2 separate regions of the Mus musculus genome follow, and region 2 is linked to region 1. Evidence: chromatin contacts called from public HiChIP or PLAC-seq data. All regions are on one chromosome and are shown on one strand. Each heading gives the region's core, a stretch centred on a gene start, on an enhancer-like site or on the middle of the called end of the contact. The rest is flanking DNA. Distances are from core to core; before and after follow the strand shown. Region 1 has its middle 36 kb from the start of 1700010I14Rik. Region 2 overlaps Qk (quaking).

The links. HiChIP or PLAC-seq counts read pairs in DNA pulled down with a chosen protein or histone mark.
Region 2: a contact with region 1 is called in an H3K27ac HiChIP or PLAC-seq map of oligodendrocyte precursor cells, with 12 times the contacts expected there. The contact joins two enhancer-like sites. A contact is called at or near these places in 3 of 115 datasets of contacts at active chromatin or transcription factors (astrocytes, oligodendrocyte precursor cells and stem cell-derived neural progenitor cells).

Annotation. Positions count from the first base shown.
Region 1 is chr17:9,022,500-9,025,199 of GRCm38.p6, reverse strand. No RefSeq gene overlaps it. Among named protein-coding and RNA genes, the nearest start is that of 1700010I14Rik, 36 kb to the right of the region's middle. Within about 2 kb of position 1,404, at least 27 of the 459 cell types and tissues checked have an H3K27ac peak or open chromatin away from gene starts, as enhancers often do. A contact at or near this core is called in oligodendrocyte precursor cells and stem cell-derived neural progenitor cells, where this site is marked.
Region 2 is chr17:10,268,276-10,270,975 of GRCm38.p6, reverse strand. The region is part of intron 3 of Qk (quaking); the gene reads left to right. Among named protein-coding and RNA genes, the nearest start is that of Qk, 50 kb to the left of the region's middle. Within about 2 kb of position 1,290, at least 28 of the 459 cell types and tissues checked have an H3K27ac peak or open chromatin away from gene starts, as enhancers often do. A contact at or near this core is called in oligodendrocyte precursor cells and stem cell-derived neural progenitor cells, where this site is marked.

The DNA.
Region 1 (2,700 bases), core at 155-2,654:
TCCATGAGCTCTGGGTTTGACTGAGACACCCTGCCTCAAAGAATACAATGGAAGAACAATAAAAGATGATTCCCAATATCATCCTCCACACGTGCACACATATATGCAAATGTGCATTCATGCACACACATGCACACACACAGTGGAGGGGAAAATGTCCTCAAAAGTAGCCTTTGGCAGTTCTTTAACATAGAGACAATAGAAACTGCATGGTTTATTCTTCCACATAGAAGAACCTCTCTTGATGCATAGGGTAAGTCTTAGCTAGGGTTGTACTGCTGTGAACAGACACCATGACCAAGGCAACTCTTACATGGACAACATTTAACTGGGACTGGCTTACAGGTTCAGAGGTTCAGTCCATTATCATCAAGTTAGGAGTATGGCAGCATCCAGGCAGGCATTGTGCAGGAGGAGCTGAGAATTCTACATCTTCATTTGAAGGCTGCTAGCAGAATACTGGCTTCCAGGCAGCTAGGATGAAGGTCTTTAAGTCCATGCCTGTAGTGACACACCTACTCCAACGAGGCCATGCCTCCTGATAGTGCCACTCCCTGGACCAAGAATATACAAACCAACACAGGATATTTCAGGCCACACAGTCTCTCATAGGTGAGAAAATCACCAACTTAGAGAGGTCACGAGACCACTTGGGATCGATAAAATTCTGCCTGTAGTTATTTTTATTTTCTGATATTTTAGGAGGTCCTGTTATTGTTATTGTTTTTCATTAGCTTGCAGCCTTTTGAGGGAAGAGATGCTCTGAGGCTGAGAGCACATCCTGCTCTCCCATATAACCAAGATTGGTACCCAGCACCCAGGACCTGCAGGGCAGCTTACAACAGCCTGTAGCCCCAGCTCCAGGGGATCTATTGTCCTCTCCTGGCCTCTGTAGACACCCATGTATGCGCATATAAATAAAATGCAAAATTAAAACTGGTTTTCTAAAACATGTAAAAACCTGGTACTGTTTTGACATCTAGAGATCTCCAGGAAACCACAGGAGAGCTCACAGCCATGAATCATTGATTGTGCTGTGTGTATCTTTTATGTGCATAATTTCTCAGAGAGAGGATATTGGGGGGAGAGAGATGAAAAGACTCACAACAACACAAAGAACAACTGCTTAGTTGAGCTAGATTTTTTTTTTCCAGTGATCTCTTAGAGCCAGGTCCCACTACCAGAAGCTTGCTGGCTGAGGAGTTGGTTAAAAAGCTATGGCTCAGCCCTCGCCTTTGTTTACTCTTGGTGGAGTATTGCTGTTTCTCCTCAAACATCCTCTCCTTCTTACACAGGTGCTAAAGAAAAATGATCTCCCGCCAGGCCACAGCTTCTGCTTGGGGACAGGACTGGCTGGCAGGAAGACAGTCTGTGGAGCGGACCAGCTTCTCTGGGTCCCTGCCAGTAGGAAGAATAAGGCCCTGTGTTGTCCTCTTGCAGGTCCTTCCGCTGTCCACCCCACTCCTCCAGCAGTAGTGGCAGGTGTGAAAGACGGTTGGAACAGTGGGGCGGGGTCTGGAGTGGTCCAAGACAGACATTAATTAGGATGCAGCCTCTCGACCCAGCCACTGCAAACCTTCGTGTACAGATGCTCATGCATCCTGGATAAAATTATGATACCAGGATCTCAAAACGCTCATTTTATACACAGGCAAAATTGCCTGAGAAGTGACAGCTTGGCCTTCCTGTCTCTGTGCTAATGCTTCCTGGGGCGTCCGCCTGGCACTGGGAGGTGAATAAAAATGCAAATCCTACAGAAGGTCCCTGCATGCCTGCTCTCAGAGGACAAGGCCTGGCAGGAGTCCCTCATTCAGCGTGCACCAGCGCGGGGAAGTTCTCTGTGGGAAACCTCAAAAGGTCCTTGTCTGACTCCCACCCTAAGCAGACCTCTGGGGATCCTCAGTGGAACACTGAAAAATGCTTTAAAGTGGGCTGCCCTGACACCTTGTGGCTAATAGGGAGAATTCTGAATGGACACACCTAAGAGCATCTTTATCGTTTCCGATAACAGCGTCCAGACTTCAAATAGAATGTTCCAGAAATAAGAAGGCTGTGGCAGAGCCTTTCAATCTGGCCCCTCATCAACCACCTTCCTGGAGTCCCACAGAGAATTATTTGTAATTCAGTAACAATCTTCCTGGCTCATTTTGTTAATTTGATTTTTCTGAGTCTATTGACCACCTAGTTTCAAAGGTTTTAACAAGAAATTAAATATGCCCTAGATAAGAGAATTTTTTGTCATTAACACTCACCACTAGATACCAACCCTAAATACCAACAAGGATAAAATATTTTTCATTCATTCATTCACTCATTCATTCATTCTCTCTCATGCACACACTATGTATATACATAAGTACGTGTGCATCCCTGCACACACTCCCTACAGGTTGGCTCCAGCAGCAGCTTCCCTTTGCTTTCTGGCATCTTTCCCTCTCACCAAGATTTTGAGGTTTGCTCCTTGGTGTGGTTATGTGGCTCGACAACGTTATTATTGTGTAGCATCTCATTAGGGAAATAGAAAAATCTTAGTATCCAGTCACTATCCGAGGGACATGGAGTTGTGGGAAAGCAGTCAGGTAGAAGGAAGCCTTTCTTCTCCTGGCTCCACCCTTATGGAGATGCTATTGGCAATTGGTAGCTGCTGGGGTAGGGGAGGGAGAGTCATTCTGGGTAGGTGTGGCCTATGGTGGGTTTTCC
Region 2 (2,700 bases), core at 41-2,540, 1.2 Mb before region 1:
CATCTTTGTTAATTGCTCTCTGCCTTAGGTATTTGTGTCAGAGTCTCTCATTTGAATTCTCCACCCTATATATTGATTCGTGGTCTCCCATTTGTTGGCAGAAGCTAGTACCTGAATAGCTCCAGGGATTCTCTGTGTCTTCATTTCATGTGTATTAGGATTATAGGTGGATCTTACACCCACACGACTTTTACATGGGTTCTGAAGATCCAAACTGTTTCTCCCTCTTGAATAGCTAGTATTTTACCCTCTGAGCCTTCCTCCCAACCCTGATGTGCTCCCTAGAGTGTTGATAATGAGGTGAGAAGGGAAGGTGTTTTCATTTGGTACTTGTCTGTTTGGTAAACAACATAAAGAACAGGTAAGTACTGGCATAAACAATAATATAATAAGAATGATAAATATGTTTTAATAGTTACAAAGGAAATTTGCCTAGCTTTATTCCTTTTATCTACATATGATAAAATACTAACAAAGCTAGAGAAACAACCTTAGTTTCCTTACTGCTTCATGTACTTTGAACAAAAATGTTCCGTTAAAAATACTGTCTGTTGACTGAATCCTTCACTAAACACAACACATACTGTCTTTTATAGACTTTACTTGCTATTTAGTAAATACTTGTCATTGAGTAAGCATTAGAAATAGACCCACAAATGATTAGCCCTGTAGTTCAAGTCATAAGAGAATAATGTGCCTCTCTTTGGCTCCCTGAAGAAGGTTTGACAAATAGTGATGATTGCATGCTCTATGTGCTTTTAATATTCCTGGAAGATAGATAGTAGCATGTAATTCTAAGATCCTCGTTTGAGTATGTGAGTTAATATGCCAATTTTATTTCCTTTTTCTTACTTTTCTAATAATTCATTATAATTGTTCTTACCAGCACTGATTTTTGTTTTGTTGTAAAATTCAAGTAGCCAGCAGGACTACTTAACAGAAACCATAGGCAGGAACTGATAGAACTTAGAATGCTCTCAGGAAAGTCTTGCCTGTCCTGGGCAGCATATGGATGGCAGTGTTTCTGTAGCTGAGCATGTTTGTGGTAACAGCATTGTTAGAAAATATGTTACAAGTGAAAAAATGAGCTACTTTGTGTTAATTTTGTCCTGTTTATTTTGTATACTTTGCATTAACTCGTTCTCTCAGTATTTGACACACATTTTTTCAACTAATCTTGGTTTTATCATTTGCATTTTGTATGTGAGAAAACTTTTGTCAGGGAGGTTGAATGGTTTGCCAGAAAAATGGTAGTCAGAACTTGAAACAAAGCCTGCATTGTGTCATTTGATGTCTCACATTTTACTCTAAGGCGTATCCAACAGTGACTGCCATACAAATGCTTCAACAAAGGAACTTAGGAAGCCAGTTGAACATTTTATTGAATTCTTTCTTGCTTTCTTACTTTTTCATAGGTGACAGTATTTTTCATACTGTCAGACCACTCAGTACCCCCGATATTAGGTGTCTAGGGAATTCTGACACCCATAATCAATAGTCACATCTTTAGGGAGCACTTACTGATATCTTATAATTTGCTTCAATTTGAGCACTATTTGGAGATTATATTAGATTTCAGAAGTTATAGGAGTGAACTCCACTGCAGAAACCAAGCACAGACCACCTTTGGTTTCTGTTGAGCTCTATGGCATGTTTCTAATCTCCCTCTCAAGTTGCTAGAGAGACCTACTTAGAATATCATTTTACCTAGGCTAGCTTGTTTGCTATTAAAAGATATTGAAGGGATACACATGAACAGCCATATAAAATGAGACACGGGGAAAGGTAGGCTTTCTTTTCTTCTGGGAGTGCCATGTTCCAGGGTTTTCTAGTTGTTGAGCTCCTTTTGGGTTTTTATGAGGCTTTTCTGGGGAAAAACAATTGGTGACATCATTGGCCAGTGGTGATAAGGTCATTTTTTTTAAATCAATCTTTCTCCCCTCTCCTCCTCCCCTCCCCTCCCCCACTACCCCTCTCTACCCCCCTCTCCCCCTCTCCCTCCCTCTCTCCCTCTCCTCTTGGTGGGAACATTTTTTTAGATTTCTACTATCAGTCTATAAATCTGTGGGTTCTTTCCTATTATAAACTGGAGGGAACGAAAAGTCCAAGCCTGTGAATTCCTGCCTTAAACCTCATCCTGTTTAGTCAAATCCTTCCATGATTGAGTGTTTATAGAGTTGATGAAGCTATGTTAGTTAAGTTTGTCCTACAGGAGTTTGCAAACTCAGCAGTCTTAGAGTCCTGCTCACTGTGAGGCTGTATGGTAGGTCTGCCTGTCCTCTAGGACTGCTAATAGTGGTGGCTCATAGCACCGGCCTGTATCACTGTGTGCAATACCTGACTCAGGCTGTGTGTCACCCTCAGGAGCTAGTGAGTGGCACTGTTCTATCTCATAGGATTTGAGGTTTAAAGGGATATAGTAATGTATTAATTTCCCTGTATTGAGCAAAATACTGCTCTAAATAGAAGACCATCTATCTCCTTGGGCAAATTCATCTGCACCATGCCATTTTCTTTGGAATGTGGGCTTTCAAGTCAAAATCCACACAAAACTGGTACAAGCTTTAATTTTTAAAGTTAACCTTAGCTTTTTTTTTTAAATGTGTATTTGACTATTTTGTTTTTTGTAGAGCTGTGCTTTTAAAAAAACAAAAAAACAAAAAAAACCTAAGGAAGTAGAGTATTTTGTGTGACTATGAC